Regions from separate parts of the Triticum aestivum genome. Here region 1 is linked to region 2. The links are chromatin contacts, called in public Hi-C maps. All regions are on one chromosome and are shown on one strand. The core of a region is the stretch at or near the end of the contact, and the rest is flanking DNA. Distances in the headings are between cores, read along the strand shown. Region 1 holds the start of LOC123112395. Region 2 holds the start of LOC123112392 (serine carboxypeptidase-like 9).

Region 1 (6,193 bases), core at 2,717-5,216, 550 kb before region 2:
CCGTGAGCTCTGTCGCCCCGACAACGACCAAGTGAATCCTCTCGAACGAACGCGAGTTGGATTCCGACCGATTTAATTCAGGTGTGCTATACTGCGGGTTGATTAGAGAAAACGACGTGGTTTTTTCTTTTTTGCAAAACTGCGTCCGACGAGCGGGCCAGCCACCTGGCTGCCACTTATCGTTCTGTCATTGGCCTGCGACTAAAACATCACATGAGGTGCAAGTTGGTGTATAATGGGATTGCATTTTGCAAGTTTAGGACTAAATCATCAGATTTTGTGCAAGTTAGGATACCGGGTGCTTTTACCTCCAAGCCAAACACAGCCCGCGATTGGTTCGCACAAAAACAACCGGTCCGACTCCAATCAGCTCCCAGTCAGCACTCTGCAGCAGCTTTATCCGCTCACCCCCTTTCAGCAACAAACCCCTTTCTCGCCCCCAAATCATCTTCCTCCTCCTCCTCCCCATGACGGCGACATGTCCTCCGACCCAACCGCAAAAGCCGAGCCGCTCGCGTGCGGTTCTCTCCAACCCCATGCTCCCACAGCAGCTCCACCATCGCTAGCTCGGAGACGAGCAATGGCAGTCCTCCTACTCGCGGCGGCCGCGTCCGTCCTGCTACTTCTGCCGCCGCCGCCGCCGGCCGCCGCGCGGTCCGCCGCGCCCGCCCGCGTCTTCTCCGTCGCGGACTACGGCGCGGCCGGCGACGGGTCGCGCTACGACACGGCGGCCATCCAGGCGGCCGTCGACGCCTGCGCGGCGGCGGGGGGCGGCCGCGTGCTCCTCCCGGCGCCCGGGGACTACCTGACGGCGACCGTGCGCCTCCGCTCGCGCGTGGTGCTCGAGGTGGCCCCCGGCGCGCGGCTGCTCGGCGGGACCCGGCAGCGGGACTACCCGCCCGAGTTCCGCCGCTGGTACGTCGTGCTGGCCGAGAACACCACCGGCGCGGGCGTCACCGGCGGCGGCGAGATCAACGGCCAGGGCGGCGCCTTCGTGGTCACGCCCAGCGCCCAGAAGAACGTCATGGTCAGCTGGAACGCCACGGGGGACTGCCTGGGCGACGAGTGCCGCCCGCGGCTCCTCGGCTTCATCGACTCCAAGGACGTCGCGGTCCATGACATCACCCTCAACCAGCCGGCCTACTGGTGGTGAGCACTTCTTGTTCCCTCACTTCACTCTGATCGTACTCATACAACATACTGCCACTGGCGAAACCTCGAAACTGATTGAACAAATGCAGTGTACTCATGTAAATGTACTGACTTGTCCAATCCTTTCACTCTGTCTGAAGACTTCTGAACTCTAATGATACTAGAATTAGTTAAGTACACACATCACATTCACCGTTGTCATTGTTATTTTTGTTTATTTTTATGCTCAAAATCAGTTGTTGTTATTGGTTTTACTCGTTGAAGGTTCACCACAAACAAATCGATGTTTACAATTTAGGTAGGATAGGCGAAATTATGTCGGTGATACTTGATATGCTTGCATTCTCTGCAGCCTGCATCTTGTCAGGTGTGACAACTCGGTGATCCGCAATGTCTCTATATACGGGGACTTTGACACTCCTAACAATGACGGGATTGACATTGAGGATTCAAATAACACGATCATCGCCGATTGCCACATAGACACCGGAGATGATGCAATCTGCCCGAAGTCTAGCACAGGGCCTGTTTATAACTTGACAGCGACAAATTGCTGGATCCGTACTAAATCATGCGCTATCAAATTTGGAAGTGCAAGCTTTTTCAACTTTGAGAAGCTGCTCTTTGATAACATAACTATAGCTGATTCACATCGAGGACTTGGAATGCAGATCCGTAATGGAGGTATTGATCTTTTGCTTGCAATTGCCAATGCACCATCATACTATTAGGTTTTTTTTTTACATCAATAAGACTTTGTTTCTCAAATGATAGACATGTCATTTACAAGAAGTTGAGAATTAAAATCGGGGATAGAACTTTCCCAAAAATCAGAAGACCTGTACTATAGGAGTGGCTAGCTAAGCGATCAGCTACCAAATTTGCTTCACGAAAGCAATGCTACCGTCATACTATTAGGTGGTATAAGTGAATATCTTATTTCAAAAAGCTGCTATTTTGATTGCAACTTTGTGGCACGGGAGGGGGGGGGGGGGGCACCACCCCCTCTCCCCTCCTAGCCCAAGCAATAGGTAATAATTAACAGGTAGTGCTTGGGCTTAAATTTGTCTCTGGATAAAGTGTTGAATTGGTTTGGCACCTTGAAATTTTACATACAGTATGTTGTACTTTGAGCTATTGCTTTAATTAGTGGGTCATTTAAGCATCCTGATTTAGAGATACATAATTTTGCAGGGAACGTTAGTGATGTGATATTTTCAAATATCAAAATGCGCACTAGGTACTACCATCCTTCATGGTGGGGGAGAGCTGAACCGATCTACATCACTACCTGTCCAAGGCACCCTGATTCCAAAGAAGGCACCATTTCAGATGTTCGCTTCATCAACATCTCATCAATATCAGAAAACGGTGTTTTCCTGGCTGGATCGAAGCATGGCTTGCTTCGCAACTTGAAGTTCCAGAATGTCGACCTGACCTACAAGAGGTGGACAAACTACACTGGGGGCCTGTATGACTACAGACCTGGATGTCAGAAGATGGTGAAGCACAAGACTGGCGGTATGATGCTGGAGCACATCTCAGGCCTGGAGGTTGACAATGTCAGCATGAGATGGTGGAGAGGAAGCCTGAAAGGGTGGGATGTTAACCCGCTCCTCTTCCGGCCATCCACTATTGACGGGCTGTCGTTCCACGACTTGCAGTCGCTGGATGTTCAATAGCAGACCAGCTGAATCTCACCCTTATGTCGATATGTATCATGTATCCACGATGAATAAGCCACGATTCTTGTGTCATATCTTTAAATAAAAGATCCCAATTCAAAACAGCACACTTTGTTGATTTCTGCTGTCTGCAAACATGGGGTATTCTTTTGGGAAGTGTATAAATAAACGATCCAATCCCAAACAGCATGCTGTACTCATTTCTGCTGTCTGCATATATGGAGGAGATTCCCTGGCTGGGCTGTGTTCTGTTCTTGAATTCAAGACTGTAAAGCTGATTCAATGTGAGCCGATTTGCACTTGTCAGTACTTGTTCAAGTGAACCTTCCACCTAAAATGGACGAATATTGAAGCTTAGTATGCTGTGGCAGTTTGAAAGAGTTGATTAATACCTTGTGTTTTGCCCTATTTTTGTCATACTCCAGAATGATTTCTCCCCTATGAAAAGCCAAGTCAAGTAGATGGAGCTATCATCCATTTTTCAGATGTGAGCGTAGAAGTTTCTAGAACTTTTTTTACTGATATATTGACAAAGGAATTTCTTATCAGTATTTGAGATTAACTAACATCTGTTGCACAGTAGTTTTTGTTGAAAAAATATGGCCAGCTTTATTAAATCGCGACTCGCAAAAGAACAGCCGTAGTACCAAGGTGAAGAGCCGACCAAAATCTAGGAAATAATTCACATGTGTAGCTATTTTTTATAAAACAATCTTAAAGCATATTCTTGTGCATTTTTACATATAAAGTTCTTAATTTTTTTGGAGAGGGTAGAACTATAGTATCTGAGTGAACAACCCGAGTAAATGTACTGTAGTAAATGACACACAAATCTAATATTGAAAAAACATATGCTTGAAGCACATTCACATCTCATTTGGAGAGGGAATTCTCATCTTTTTTTTGGCAGTCCTTAGTTTTTTTTTCGGCAGTCCTTAGTGAAAATATTACTTTTTTTTAGACAAAGTGAAAATATTACTTTTTTTTAGAAATAAGTGAAAATATTACTTGCTACTACTACGTTCCAACCTCCGGCCCACTAAAGATCACCCACTTCTTCATAGCGTAGCCCAACTCACTGACCAAGTCCAGCCCACTTACACCACTCTCTGCACTCTGCAGCGTCCACACCCCAGCCAGCCTCCTCGTCTCCGCAGATCAGCAGCCCCCAAATCGGCGACCCCTCGCTCTCTCTCCGATCTCCAATCCTCCACCTCGCACACGCGCACCAACCGGGCACGATGCGGGCGATCTCGTCGGCGGCGGGAGGGATGCTGCGGGCGCGGCTGCGCGCGGCGGTGCGCCTCCGCGGCGGGCACGGCGACGGCGGGGGCCGCTGGACGACGCCCGGCCACGAGGTGCGGCCCAAGGGGTACCCGATGAACCGCACGCCGCCGCCGCCGGGCGAGTCGCGCAAGTGGGAGGACTGGGAGCTCCCCTGCTACGTCACCTCCTTCCTCACCGTCGTCATCCTCGGCGTCGGGCTCAACGCCAAGCCCGACCTCACCCTCGAGACCTGGGCGCACCACAAGGCGCTCGAGCGCCTCCAGCAGCAGGAGCTCGCCGCCGCCTCCGCCTCGGCCGACGCCCTGTCCGAGTGATCCGCGCGCGCGCGCCCCAGGTCTTCCTCCAAGCCTAGGTCGCTTCTGTTCTGTTTTGCTTCCAATAAGGGTTGGTTGTGAACTTGTGATGTACCAATCTGATATTGATGGGACCTGGGCGGAACACTATATTTCTGTTTCTGTTTTGTTGTTGAAATTTATCTGATGATGATGGCAGATACCGTATGCATTTCGAAATGCCCTGTGGTGTCCCAAACATTTTGAAATGCCTCTGCATTGTATTGTCTTGTGTATCCCTTATTTATTTCCTTGGGCATGATTTGCTACATGCTTTTGCGAGCGTAATTAGGACCGATTGTACCTGTCTCTCTTTGCCTGAAATGACTTGTTGCAGAAAATAAATAAATCAGTTGTCGCATTGAACAGCTTGAAATGTTGCTTGCTTGTTAGAACTTACAAGTGATGTTTGCTTTCGGGGGGGCTTGGGTATTGCCTCTCTCTTTTTCTTTTCCAATGATAAGTGGACATTCTCTCAATAGAAGAAAGGTTACACGCAATGTGTTACTTCAGTAAATGATCAGGCTTAGCACATACTGTAAGCTTGTTCTTTATTTCTACTACTTGATAAAATATGAACAATTGGTTGGGTTGGTGTGATTGAAGTAGACTGTTGTTTCTACATTTGTTGCAAATTGTGATGAATCATGTTGTGTAACTCAGAGTTAAAATAGGTACCATGAACAGTCATGCACTTGAATGTTGCTGATCCTTAGAAGGATGTATGATCCCATCTATTTCTTGGCAGCATGGTTGGCGGTAAAATTGCTCTGCTTGTTGGATTAGTAGCTAGTTAGGTGTGATAGAAAATCAGGAGGTATATCTACTGCAGTTATTTTCCTTTCTGTTCATACTTTGCAGAGCTTATACATGCATTGATTTGTTTCATGTCAACTAGCCTATCAATTATTCAACACAAACCTTCTACACATGCACTATCACTACCAAGACACCATTAACTCTGAACAATAGTCTCTTCTTCTTAATCTGTACTTCATTGTGCAGTTAGTTTGGTATTATGCCATATTGAGGAAAGGAAGGCAAAGGAGTGAGTGCGTCTCAGGACACGAGGGTAGAGGGTAAAAGACTAAAAGGATATAGTGAAATCATCGACTTGCATGTGGCTGGGCTCATTCGCAGCTAGCCACGTCTCTGGTATATGGATTAGGGCAAAACTGGTTTATCCATTCTTGCTGAGATGGCGAAATAACATAAGACGCGTGTTCTTTGTAGGATACACTAGCAAATAACTATCCTGACACAAATAACAGGCCAACTCCAACTCCCAAACCAACCAAAGAGTATATGATATTAAGGATATCCTAGTAGCTTCCCTACATAGTTTGTACAATGTCAAGGAGACCTTGCCTCATTTGTTGCTTTCTTCTCCAGCTGCCGCACGTGTTGGCTTACATGAGCTCTGGTACGTTGTACCCCGGAAGGAGTCCATATTATTAGAAGCCCTAAGTTTAGGTGACTTGTTTATCTAAATATTTGTGCCATGCCCAAGATGGTTTACCATCTCGTTTATCTTTGTCCACAAGATCATGAGCAATTCTAAACATGAAAACATTGAGATAATGCTTAAACAATGTTGTAGGTAGTGGTTAGTGGCATAGGACACTGGGAATGGCTGTTTCTTTTTTCCTTATGATCAATGAAGGAGTGTAAACTGTTAACCAGTACGGTAGTTTGTTCTGTTGGAGAAGTGGTTGGGGAACGATTGTGTGACTGCAA
Region 2 (6,273 bases), core at 3,716-6,215:
GCCTCTTTCAATCTGTATCCCAGTTTGTGCTAGCCATCTTATAGCAACTTGTTTAACTTATGTCTGTACTCAGATATTGTTGCTTCCACTGACTCGTCTATGATCGAGCACTTGTATTCGAGCCCTCGAGGCCCCTGGCTTGTATTATGATGCTTGTATGACTTATTTTATTTTTAGAGTTGTGTTGTGATATCTTCCCGTGAGTCACTGATCTCGATCGTACACGTTTGTGTGTATGATTAGTGTATGATTGAATCGGGGGCGTCACAAAGTTCAAGGCCACTCTCTGCTACCTCTGGGGGAAACTCTAGATCGGATGATCGGATGACGGCGGCGCTCTGGTGTCGTTCCTCCCTTGGGGGCATCATTCTTGGAAGTACACACGTGATCGAGGGACCATAAGACGGATTCTTTGGTGGAGCGGTGTTTCATCCTACACACTGATGGCGACGGATCTTGACGGCGTGGCGCAATGCAGATTCGGAGTTCATAGTGGGAGGATGGACTTGCGTAGGAGGACGACGCTGTCGGGCGTCGTGGTGGCGTTGATGGCAGAAAGACCTGACACGGTACATGCAACAATACAACTCTGAAGATGGATTGATGGCAGGTGGCTGCGGCGGCCTCATACCCGGCAGGCGTCCTGATTGAGGAGTGCGCCAGACTGGTAGGTGCCCCATACCCGGCAAGCGTCCTGGTTGGGACCTTAGGTCTTAGATGTTTAGGTTTGGCTGCGATGTCTGTTTGGTATTAGGCTCAAACTATCTACGCCCCTTCATCAATTGGATAGGTGTAGCGACAGTTGTTTCTTAGACGATGGCTTTAGTCTTGCTGTTGTATGGCTTTGTAAGGTCTTGTGAGAATAATTTAATAAAGTGGCCGTATGCATCGACCAGATGTAGAGGCCGGGGGCCATCCTCCTTTTTTTAAATAATTTGAAAAATACTTGGTGGAGGTCTGAACTTCTATTGTACATTAAAAACCCACATGATTCGAGAAGGGAGAAAATGATAAAATTAAATAGGGCGGGTCATAGAGGCTCATTATCCAACCAGCGTCGAGCCATGGCAAGACATTCCTTAGGTCGGTGTTCTATGGATACGTGGCCACCACCCTGCTTCAGCACAGCAATTAACCAATAATTATTGTTGTGTTACAGTTTCTTCTGTCCAATCATGTCAGCAACATTATATCACAGAATGAAAAATACAAGATACCGTACCTTTATTGTCGCAAATGTAATATAGTTGGCGTATGTGATTGTAAATCTACACCAAAGACAACACATGTGTTCCTTGTCAAGTAACCAAAAACTGAAATGTCAACAAAGTAAACAGAAAAAAACATGTTTACTTTACCCTGCAGCCTGGCCATCAAGATGCCATGCTCTCCAATCATCGACTACGGAGAAGTTGAAGGATCTAACCCACGCATGTGTGCTCAAAAATGGTATCACAAGATCATGGTCTCCGCTGCACTTAGAGGTGGTGATTTCAAGACGTGTTGACCAAGTTTCAATCAGCACATGTAAAATACCAAGGAAAATAAATACTCCACCTAAACACAAGCGCACGATAGCCCCTGCTTGTGAGGTTGAAATGGTACTTTATGCTGCTGGGGACCTCGGATGCGTATGGGATACTTTTCTTGCATCTTATAAACTCTCCAGTTGTTCCCTAAATGGATGCATTATTTCAGTAATGATTGGACCATCTTACACAAAGGTTAGGGTGGTGCTCGATCGTCTACTCTTAATACAACTAGAAACTCCAATATGTTACATAACATCATTTACTTCCATGGGTCTGAATTGCAACCATGTGAAACGACTATGTTACTCAATTCTTGGATCATTTAGTCAATCTTGCAAACTGCATTGTGTCGAAAGGCCAGCTAAAGTAGCATTGCGATCTGGCGACAAAAAAAATCAAATATCTCATTTGCTAGCTACTTGATCACGTATGCATATAGTTTTTTTGAATATGTACGGAGACTTAGTATAAAGAGGAAAACATGTCATATATGATTGGTTACCCGCTTCACCCCAAGAGCTTCTCTCGTGGAATCGTCGTTTGCCCAAATATTACATAGGTAGTAACGGTATGCCTACACATGAGAAGGCAAAATTCACATCATCAGAATGCAGAAAAGAAATTCATATCGAAATAAAAGTGAATCTTCTTTAAAATGATCACCCTAGGAAATTACTTACAAAACAATCTAAGGTAGGTTGCTCAGGAGACGGATCACTTAGTTGAGTGTATTCTTCTGATAGAAATTTATGTGTTAACATACCCCTTATACAATTGACACCCAGGATTTGTGGCAGATCAATTTCAGACACAAGCTGCAATTAATACAAGGGGCCAATATAATATACTCAAGTCCAATGGCAGCTCGTATAAGTAATTTTGGAACCTAGTACTAGTAATACAAATCTTACATTTTGAAAAGTGTTTAGCACCCTGGCACACATTTTGTCCGTCGGTCTTATATAGCTTCCTTTACAATTCCGAATTGCAGCCTTTGAAAAAGGAAAAGGAAAATAGTGTTACCACTGCAACTTATGGATGCGTGTGAATGTAGATTTACCTCATATAGTTGATCGGATATAATCCCAACACCATGAGCATATGGTACTCTGAAATTGTCATCATAATCTGAGCCTGTAACAGGATTGCCGACTACATAGCCCTATAAATAGTGGAATTAATGAACTAGCAAAGAACAAAAGGTGATGAAAACACACTTTTATTCATTACCATAACTTATTGTAGTTTATTAAATTAAATCATTAGTTGCTTGAAGCCTAGTGAATTTACTTGCCTTGAGATTAATCCTGGGTTGCTTCCCCAGTTCGATTTCTGAAGCCAAAAGGAAGATCATGTTAGAAGTACTAGGAGATAAGGCCATGATCAATCACAAGCAACTCTAAACTAGAATTGGAACATTTGATTATTCACTACATATCCTGGTCCTACAAATTTTTATCTTAAGTTTTCTTTGCTGCAATTGGAATTACCAGATTATAATGTCCTTTTTTATTTTAGAATTTGTATCCAGAGTCCAGACCTACCTTGCGAAATGTGTTGTGCGATAATTGGAGACATCTTTCCAGCATATGAACTTCCTCCAACAAAGAAAGGATTGGATTGGTAGTGTGGGTGGTCGGTAAACCACTGCATCACATGCATTAGACGATAAGAGAATCACACACTTTTGTTTCAACTTCAACTGAAGTACATAGAGAGATTGGTTTCACCTTGTTGAGAAATGTTAAGACATGCATAGAAAAGGAGAAATCCCCAATATCGTGATAACCTTCCACATCACGAGCGTACGAGAAACCAGTACCAACTGGTGAATCCAACAGGATGATGCTTGCTGTCTGAAATTCTGAATATAAGTTGCATGCTTACTTGAACGGAGATGTGTCATCAATGTTAAGATTAAATAATATCTCACCTTGGACCATGAATAGGGATTATAGGCCAACTGTGGCAAACTACCATTATAAGGTGCCAACACAAATTTCATAGGACCTGCGGAGCAAATATCACTGGCGTTATTAAAATAAATTACCTGGTGGTGAAAGCACTATGGAGGTGTTCAGTGGGATAAACTAGTTATTTTAGTAGAGCAAAACTGAGAAAACATGACATGGTGTTCTTCACTTTTTCAAAAAAAATTACAAGCTTGTTTTCAGCAAAAATTTATCTGTGCATTCAGTCATCTAGAGTAGAGACTAGCAAAATGCCTTTCACTGTCTAAAACATGAAGGTTGTATGCATTTGTGCGTCTTGCTAGGTTGCTTTGTTGGCTTGGCACTAGCCAAGAGTAAGAAGGACAAGAGAGATAAATCGGTCTCTGCATAATGAACACGAGGTCCACGCTTCTCATGCTGGCAAAGGATGAGATATGCCTCCTAATGGAGGCCTGGGAGTAGTCTTTTTTACTTTTTTTAGTTCTGGCTGCCATTCATGTCCACATTATCAGGTTTGCAAATGATACCGGGCCCTTACGCCATTTGTTACACCATTTTCCTCCCTTCCCTTTTTAATTTTAGCCCAACCCCATGAGTAGATACTACCTGATGTACAATTAGTTGTGCACAAGTCCATGCAATTCAGCATTCCAAGATGTTCGCATATTTTCCAAATTCAGCTAGTAGACCATTTTGCATATCCAGTTTGTGGAGAGTTTGATCAGGTCAACTGCTCCATTGCTAGCATGCAAAGAAATATACATCTTTATCTTGTATCTTGTAAAATTCACAGGCGCGTTAAAAGGCGAACAACCTGATAAATATGTTCAAACTCAGATGATCTGCTCAGCTAGCTTCAAATTAGAGAATAATACAAGGTGAACTTCACTCTTTAACTTAATCTGATTCTGATGTAGTAGTAATTGACAGCAACGGCGGCCAGCTTCTAGCAAGCTAGCGAGTAAACACAAGAGGAACGAAGGATGAGGGTCTCACCAACTTCGAAGAAAATCATGCCAGAGCAGAAGGGCCCACCCGTCATCCACAGGATCACGGGGTCTGTGTCAGGGCTCCTCTCGGACTCCACGAAGTAGTAGAAGAGCTCCGCTCCCGTCTCCTCGTCCACGCTGACGTACCTGCAGAAGATCACTTGAAAAACAAAGAAGCATGGAAGCTTGCAGGAAGGGGTTGTGCTGCGGCTTACCCGGTCTCGAGGTGGAACGGAAGGCGGTCATGGAAGCCGGGGAGATGGGTCACCACCGTCGCCGAGCGTGAGACCGGCAGAAGAAGAAGAACAAAGGGAACGACGAGACTCAGGAGCAACAAGGAAGCCTTACCCATGGTGTCCAATGGCTTCCCTTCACTTGACGATCGTGAACCACTGAACCCCATGGGTATCTACCTTATGGAGGTGGACCATCAAAAAGCGATAAGTGATTCCAGCTAGCATGATAGGACAGGTAGGGAAAGTGATTACTGATTACTGTACTCTCACACGGACGGACAGGCCACCTATCATGATTATACTGAGACCACGTGAAACACGTGCGGTGAAATAGAAACAATATACAGAGACACCGACGCTACGTGTGCTTGTCACGGAATGAAAAAGTTTTGGCAGACTCTAGGCGCCGGTCGACACAAAATTCGGCCAGTCGCCGCACGGCCGTTCGGTCCGCGTCCGTATAGCCATTGGATCTTCCTTTCCCACGTCACCATCTTCACTTTTCTCTTGTTGCTAGTCACCGGCGCACCGCGCGTCCGCCTCGTCACAGGATGCAAGCCGTCCTCTGACGGTACCGGTTGACTCCCCCAGCTCGCTGCACCGCTAATGACTTGTCGTTGTTGGCCGCGTGAAGCGCGTCTCGTCGGCCGTAGCACGCCATCTCGTCGATTTGCAGCTTGTCGCCTCGCCGGTCCAAGCACGCCGACACCCCTGTGTAACAAAACCGGAGTTGTGGCCGACGACGTCACCAAAGCACCACTGGTCGCCCCCATTTGCAGCTCACCGTCGCACCACTGGTCGCTCGGTTTGAAGCTCGCCGCCGCACCACTGGTTGAAGCTTTTTCTGTTGATCTGTCGATGTGTCCCTTTGTTGCTGGTTGTGGCTCTGTTTGGTTGTCGTCGATGCATCTCCTCCTGCCGGTTGCAACTCCACACCTCTACGGTTGAAACTTTTTGAGTCGAAGGTCGAAGCTTTGCTCGTCAATGATTCCAACACCAGTGTCGCGGGTGGTAGCATCAAGTGGTCCAACATCACCGTGTGCTAATTCTAGTATCACCGTGTGCGGTTCGAGCAAAAATGTGCGACACTATCGCCGCATTCGTAGCACTACAGCAGCCACTCCAACATCTGCCACCAACGGTCGTAGCATCCCATGGTCATCGTGATCCGCTGATTGCAGCTTGAGATTTCGTTAGTCACAACTTTCACTTGAGAACATTTTCCAATTTATGATCTTTTTAAAATTCATGCAAATTTTCAAATTCGTGGAAATTTAAAAAAATACAAACATTTTTCAGGTTAGTGATTTTTTTTTTCAAATTCAAGATATTTGGGAACATTTTTTGAGACATGAGAATATTTTTCAAATTTTTGACCATTTTAAAAATTTGTGAACTTCTTAAAATTCCTACACATTTGTGGAATTTTATTAACATTAAAAATGAGAATACTTCTTAGAATATTTTAAAGTCGTTTTAAATTTGATAGTATTTTAAAACATCTTATAATTTTTAATTCAATAATATTTTAAAATTCTGGTAATATCTATAAAACATTATAGAT

What was found. A called contact is a pair of places that touch in the nucleus more often than the background predicts.
Region 1: a Hi-C map of leaf shows a contact between it and region 2, with 5 times the contacts expected there. The contact joins the promoter of LOC123112395 here to the promoter of LOC123112392 in region 2. A contact is called at or near these places in 2 of 5 Hi-C or Micro-C datasets (both in leaf).

Annotation. Positions count from the first base shown.
Region 1 is chr5B:451,146,527-451,152,719 of IWGSC CS RefSeq v2.1, reverse strand. It overlaps LOC123112395, which reads left to right and starts at 3,966. Exons shown (of 1, transcript XM_044533372.1): 1 at 3,966-4,761. The coding sequence starts at 4,079. The coding sequence ends at 4,438. LOC123112396 (exopolygalacturonase) reads left to right here and starts at 419. Exons shown (of 3, transcript XM_044533373.1): 1 at 419-1,149; 2 at 1,505-1,836; 3 at 2,347-2,941. The coding sequence starts at 479. The coding sequence ends at 2,834.
Region 2 is chr5B:450,599,319-450,605,591 of IWGSC CS RefSeq v2.1, reverse strand. It overlaps LOC123112392 (serine carboxypeptidase-like 9), which reads right to left and starts at 4,965. Exons shown (of 13, transcript XM_044533369.1): 1 at 4,689-4,965; 2 at 4,481-4,620; 3 at 3,466-3,542; 4 at 3,263-3,388; 5 at 3,077-3,179; 6 at 2,827-2,864; 7 at 2,593-2,694; 8 at 2,444-2,524; 9 at 2,035-2,106; 10 at 1,558-1,676; 11 at 1,359-1,472; 12 at 1,223-1,268; 13 at 867-1,117. The coding sequence starts at 4,876. The coding sequence ends at 1,031.